Regions from separate parts of the Mus musculus genome. Here region 1 is linked to region 2. The links are chromatin contacts, called in public HiChIP or PLAC-seq maps. All regions are on one chromosome and are shown on one strand. The core of a region is the stretch at or near the end of the contact, and the rest is flanking DNA. Distances in the headings are between cores, read along the strand shown. Region 1 holds the start of Ppl (periplakin). Region 2 has its middle 7.8 kb from the start of D330022H12Rik.

Region 1 (2,995 bases), core at 444-2,943, 550 kb after region 2:
AGAAGGATGGAGATCCTTCTTCCCTTCCCTTCTGGGCTGCCATGCCTTTGCTGTTAGGTCCAAGCCCAGGCACTCCAGGCTGGAGGGCTGCAGTGTAGGGGTGGGACTTGGCCCAGCTCCTGGGATGTGTGACTCTCCTCCTGGTGAGGACTACAGGGGCCTGACCCCTTGTGGGGCTGGCACAGAGTGTGTCCGATTGTGCAATACTCAAGAGAGCAGCCCAAGGACTGGATAGGACCCCAACTGGCTCTGACAGCCAGCTGGATCAGCCACAGAGGAACAGTACGAAGGGCCCTGCCCAGCCTCTGGGGTTGTGAAAGACTGAAAGACAGAGTTGATGAGGAGAAGAAACGAGAGGGGAGGGGACCGTAGAACAAGGGAAGAAACTACGCTGAGCATCAAACAGCCCTGTCAGCGGGACTACAGGAAAGCAGACTTTCAGAAAACATAAGAATACCCAGGCCACACTCCAGGCTGCAGTGCCCAGGGCACCCGTCTCAGTAGGTGGGTCTGGGTTGAAAGGCAGAACAACAGTCAGTGGGAAAGCTCCGGGGCCAGAATCTCTTGTCTTGCCTCCATCTGGAATCTGGGGAGTGGGGAGGAACTGTTCATGGGCCAGTGAAGGAGCCCAGCTAGGTGCTGAGCCAGGTGAGTGCTTGCCACTTCTCATCTGCCTAAAGTTATTTGGAGGGACCACCCCCACTTCCTCTAGAGGGATGCCAAGGCAGAGGAACGAATTCCACCCCTCCCTCAATCTCAGCAACATTACCAGTCTCCCCCAAACCGGTTATTAACCGAATGAATACATTAGGCTTATCAAAACCGACGTGGGCTGTCTCTCCATCCAGACACATCAAGACATGTCATTCGCTTCTCAGGCGGCCCTGAGAACTCAGAGATCGCAGACGCGGCCAGTTTCGGGGATAGGGGGGTGGGGAAGCGCCAGGAGCCACACCCCTGAGAAATCACGCAGTGAAAAATTGGTCTGTCCCCACCCAGCCGGGCCGAGCGGGAGTCTAGAGAGCCTGAGATTGCCTTAGCATGTCCCCCGGGGCCCCAGGACCCACCGCGGCCTCCGGCCTCCGAGTGCTCCAGCGCTGGCAGGCAGGTGCAGCCGGGGACAGGTGGCTCACCCTCGGAGCCACCAGATCTCACAACCCAACGCCAGCAGCAGCACCTGCACGGTCTACAATTCCCGCAGGAGATCACCCTACACACAACTTATTTTCCGAGTCCCAGGGTGGAAACACAACGTTTCATGACCGAGATTCCAGCTTCAGGACAACCTTGTACTCCTTACTCAAGTCCCCACCATCTAGGCCCCCAAAGTAGCGCATCATGGGGCTCTAGAGTCCCTCCTGTCACTCTTGGTGCCCCTTCCCAGCAGGGCAGAACTTTCCAGTTATAGAGGAACCTCCGCACAGCCTGCCCACGCATCCCCACTCCTGGCTCAGCCCTAGGTCTCCCTCATCCTAACCCAGGACGCCCCCTCACCTCCGCGTCTGCACCGTTGGGCTGTATTTGCCTTTGTTTCTCTTCCTGAAGAGCGAGTGCATGGTGGCGCTTGGGACAGAGGGACCTGGAACGCGGCGACGGACCCGGCGCGCACCGAAAGCGGGCGGCGGGCGCAGGTGAAAGAAGGCGGCGGAGGCGGAGGCGGCAGCGGCAGCGGCGCGCAGAGCCCCGTGTGCGGAGGGCCGCGGCTCTGGGTCACTACAGGAACAGGGCGGGGCGATCGCCGGCCACTTGCTTGCCTGCCGCACCCCGGGAAGGTGGCGCTTACCTTGCAGGCGGGGCTTCGGACGCGCTCCCTGGGTCCCCGCCGGACACCGCCCCTGTTGCCTGTTACTGCAGAGGCTGCGCAGCCTGTCGCCAGAACCTGGACGACTAGGCCACCTGCGCTAGGCCGCGCCCATCGTGCACATAGAGCCTGGCGCGCCCTCTGGCTGAAGGGTTTACCTGGGCAATCCCAAAACACCATGACACTCCTCTTGTGATGAGCCACAGGTGGAACCTCAGACAGGTGTGGGAGACCCGAGGTGGAAGTGGGGTCTCTGCTCCCTGCAATGTCAACAAATCACACTCAGCGGGACTGGCGATGGCCACAGCCATAGCACGCTACTGAATTGGATTCTTGTGGCCACCTATGGTCAGTTAGGACTTCTCTGAGAGTTGTTTTACTTACTGCCTCAGTTTCCTCCTTGGCCAAGAGAAGATTAACGACGACCCACATCCAGAAGGGCTATAGGAGATTCCTGTAGCTAATTCACCAAAGAGCTTGGCACACAGTGGCACTCCAACAGGCAGGGAAACAGCCGGGGAGGACATAACTATCCCTTGAAACGTTCATAACCCCGGGCCTGGTATGATAGAGACTTAATGGTGGATCATAGAAACTAGTTCTGGCTGAGAAACAGCAATGTTGCATAGTCCTGCCCGCATGTCCCGGAGTGAGGCTGGGCTGGGGGCTGTGGGAAACGTGGAGCTTTACCCATTCAGATCTGTACCCACATCTCACACTCATGAGCTGCCATAAGGGACGCAGCCCTGGTTTTGTTGGCTAATGGAAAACACTCTGGGTAAGAGCTAGAGTGAAAGAGAGACAGCTGAGAGAACTCAGTGCTACCCTGGGGTGGGGGTGGGGGTGGGTGGGAGCTCATGGGGAGAGGTGAGCTGCAGAGACTCTGGTGACAGCCAAAGAGCTTACAGTTCAAGTAGGGGAGATGAGATCTTGAGAATGGAAAGGGACAGTCACTGTGGGACTTGCTCACACTGTCAAGAGACTGGGGATCCAAGCTCAGCTGTCTGACTCCAGTCTCTGTCCCACAGGATTAGAATAAGGAGGTTGGTGTTCAGGGCTGGGGGGCTCAGTAGCTAAGAGAACGCACTGCTCTTGAGAGGGCCCTGTTAGTTCCCAGAACCTGTTAGGCAGATGTAGCACCAGGGGATTCAATGACTTCCTCTGGGCTCCCCAGGTGCCCACTTTCATGTGCAC
Region 2 (3,131 bases), core at 603-3,102:
CAAGTGCTGGTATTAAAGGCATACACCACCACCGTCCGGCAAGCAGACAGAACTCTTTTTTTTTTTTTAAGATTTATTTTATTAATATATGTAAGTACACTGTAGCTGTCTTCAGATACTCCAGAAGAGGGAGTCAGATCTTGTTGCGGATGGTTGTGAGCCACCATGTGGTTGCTGGGATTTGAACGCTGGACCTTCGGAAGAGCAGTCGGGTGCTCTTACCCACTGAGCCATCTCACCAGCCCCAGACAGAACTCTTAACCATCCATCCATCCCTCTAGCCCCTAGTGTCCCCGCCACTTCCCCACTCCCACTCTTCTTCCCTCCCTCCCTAAAGCTACTTTTACCTGACTGCATACCCTGGAGAGGTGACAGCTCTTTCCAGACAATAAAAGCATCTTCCAGAAGAAGATATCTATGATGGCTGTTTTAGTCAGGGTTTCTATTCCTGTACAACATCATGATCAAGAAGCAAATTGGGGAGGAAAGGGTTTATTCAGCTTACAGTTCCACATTGCTGTTCATCACTGAAGAAGTCAGGACTGGAACTCAAACAGGTCAGGAAGCAGGAGCTGATGCAGAGGCCATGGAGGGATGTTCTTTACTGGCTTGCTTCCCCTGGCTTGCTCAGCCTGCTCTCTTATAGAACCAAGACTACCAGCCCAGAGATGGTCCCACCCACAAGGGGCCTTTCCCCCTTGATCACTAATTGAGAAAATGCCTTACAGTTAGATCTCATGGAGGCATTTCCTCAACTGAAGCTCCTTTCTCTGTGATAACTCCAGCTGTGTCAAGTTGACACAAAACTAGCCAGTACAATGGCTTAGCCACACCCTTATTCTGTGTAGGGTGCCCTTTACTGGGACAGGTCCACAGAAGCAGTGCCTGCTCATCTTTCATCTCTGGGGATAGGTCAGTCTCTGCTCCTAGCCCTAGCATTGAGAGTGGGAAGGGAGGACTAGAGGGTCTCTCTCTGGTTGAGGTCATCTAAGTCTGGTCTCCACAGCAGGTTCAGGCAGTGATGTCAGCCATCAGTCTCAATCCCGGATGATATCTACCTATAAAGCTACGTGACCTCAGGCAACTAACTTAATCTTCCTGAGCCTGATTTCCTTCCAGATAACAAGAGAGAGCACTCACTTCCAGCTGTCTTGATAAAACAAAACAAAAACCAAACAAACCAAAACCCATAAAACACTTATCACCTGCTCAAAACAATAAGCCTTTGCATCATAAGTCCATTCTCTTTCTGCACTCCAGCCACACCAGGCAGCACTTTCGACCAAATGCATTCAGGTGGTCTGTTCCCCTGCTTCCTTCGGGTCTTTTTGGACAGGATTTCAAGTGGTTCACGTTGCCCTCAAAATCGCTACACAGCCGAGACCTTGAATCCTGGTGCTCCTGCCTCTAGAGAGCTGGGATTACAGGTACGCGCGAGGCCAGCCCTGGTTTTATGTGATGCTGGGCAGTACTTTACTACTGAGCTACATCTCTAAGCTCCTTCCTTAAGTCACCTTCTCAGCTACTCTTCCGTTTCTGTCTTGTTTCTGCCAGCCTACTGGTTGTATTTTTTTGGGCGGTGGTCCATTGGAACTGGAACCAAAGCCCCAGGGCTGTTCTACTTTTTACGCTGGAGCCGAAAGAAGGAATCCCTATGGCCTCTCCTGCAAGTCAGACTTGCGTGAGGGGGGCGGACAGGGACAGAGTGGAAGAGGACCGCGGGACAAAGCTTAGCCACACCTACGGACTGCCGCGAGCTCCTCCCCGCGACAGGCAGTGGAGAACACACAAGAGGTCAGCTCTCGGGCGCTCCCGGCCGGAAGGAGGCCTCTTACCGGCCGGAGGGGCGGGACGCCCGAGGCTAGCCAACGCCCCCAGCTGCAGGCTCTCTGTGTGGGGCGGAGCTAGCAGGGCTGGGATATGCTAACACTTCCGCGCCCAGTCGCCTCATTCATATTTATGAGCCGGTGGGGGCGGGGCCCGGCTCGCCCTCAGTGCCCCGCCCCCGGCCTGGGATTCCCGCCTCCGCGGAGGCTCCAGCCCCAGCGGGGCGCCCCCGGCTTCCGCTTTGGGGAGGGAGTTTCCACTTGGTCACGACTCAAAAATGTGTCGCGGCCGCTCCTCCCTGCCCCAGGGTGTGTCTGTGGGGTCTCCTCCTTGCGAGGGAAGGAGCAAAGAGGCTAAGGAAAGGATTGCACCTCTCCCCTGGGAAAGGACAGAGAAAACGCTGGGCAGACCCGCTGCTAGTTGTGTTGCTGCCTGTAATTAGTCTTTTCTTTATTCAGGAGAGGGGTTTCAAACTCAGTACCTCAAGCATGCTAGGCCAGCATTCTACAACTGAGCTAGACCTTTGGTTGTATTTTCCTTTCTTGTCAGGCCCCGTACCCGCTATATGAACTACCTTTTAAACCACCCAACAAGAAATCAACAATTAAATTTTAAAAGTTCACTATTTCACTGATATACAGTGTTCTCACACAAGAAGTTCAAGGACAGCCGAGATTTGATGAGATAACACAGTGGCCCTCCAGGTAGCTGGTGCTTGACCTCCCATCCCTTCATAACCAAGGCTTTCAGTAAGGCCCTCCTGCCTTGCTGTGTGCAGCCAAGGGGCAACTTGTCTCAGTGTTTAAGTCCCAGGGAAGCCAAAGCACCAATGTTTCTTATGCAAGGACAGACTTCTTAGGCAAAATAAAAAGGCAGGCGCTGGGGACAGCCAGACATTCCAACCGGCTGTCACTTCAGTGTGCCAGCACAGTAACTGCATGGGCTGCATGTCCACGAAGCCAGACTGCTGAAAGATCCCAGCCAGGGCCTTTTCTAGGGTGGAGTAGCCACTGTGGATAGCGCCACTTGCTGTGTTATTCTCCCCTTGGAGCATCCAGGGCCTTTAGTGAGAGTGTGTTCTGGGTCTACCAGACTTAGCCAGGGGTTAAGGGTATGTGTCCTGGACATTTTCTCCTTGGCCTTACAGGCACTGTATAGTCATGCCCAGGGTAGGTCTTAATTCTTACTCTAGGCCTGCTTTTTCTCCTGGATAATGGTATGAGGAACAGCCAGGGCCACTTCCAGAATAAACACTCCACCCATAGGCAGCACCAGCCCTGCAGACTCAGCAGGGCCAGCAGCAA

The links. HiChIP or PLAC-seq counts read pairs in DNA pulled down with a chosen protein or histone mark.
Region 1: an H3K4me3 HiChIP or PLAC-seq map of embryonic stem cells shows a contact between it and region 2, with 3 times the contacts expected there. The contact joins the promoter of Ppl here to the enhancer-like site in region 2. A contact is called at or near these places in 2 of 39 promoter capture datasets (embryonic stem cells and pre-B cells) and 3 of 115 datasets of contacts at active chromatin or transcription factors (embryonic stem cells, extraembryonic endoderm stem cells and pancreatic cancer cells).

What each region holds. Positions count from the first base shown.
Region 1 is chr16:5,130,788-5,133,782 of GRCm38.p6, forward strand. Ppl (periplakin) reads right to left here and starts at 1,694. Exons shown (of 22, transcript NM_008909.2): 1 at 1,495-1,694. The coding sequence starts at 1,556.
Region 2 is chr16:4,584,884-4,588,014 of GRCm38.p6, forward strand. No RefSeq gene overlaps it. Among named protein-coding and RNA genes, the nearest start is that of D330022H12Rik, 7.8 kb to the right of the region's middle. Within about 2 kb of position 1,853, at least 277 of the 459 cell types and tissues checked have an H3K27ac peak or open chromatin away from gene starts, as enhancers often do. A contact at or near this core is called in embryonic stem cells, extraembryonic endoderm stem cells, pancreatic cancer cells and 1 more, where this site is marked.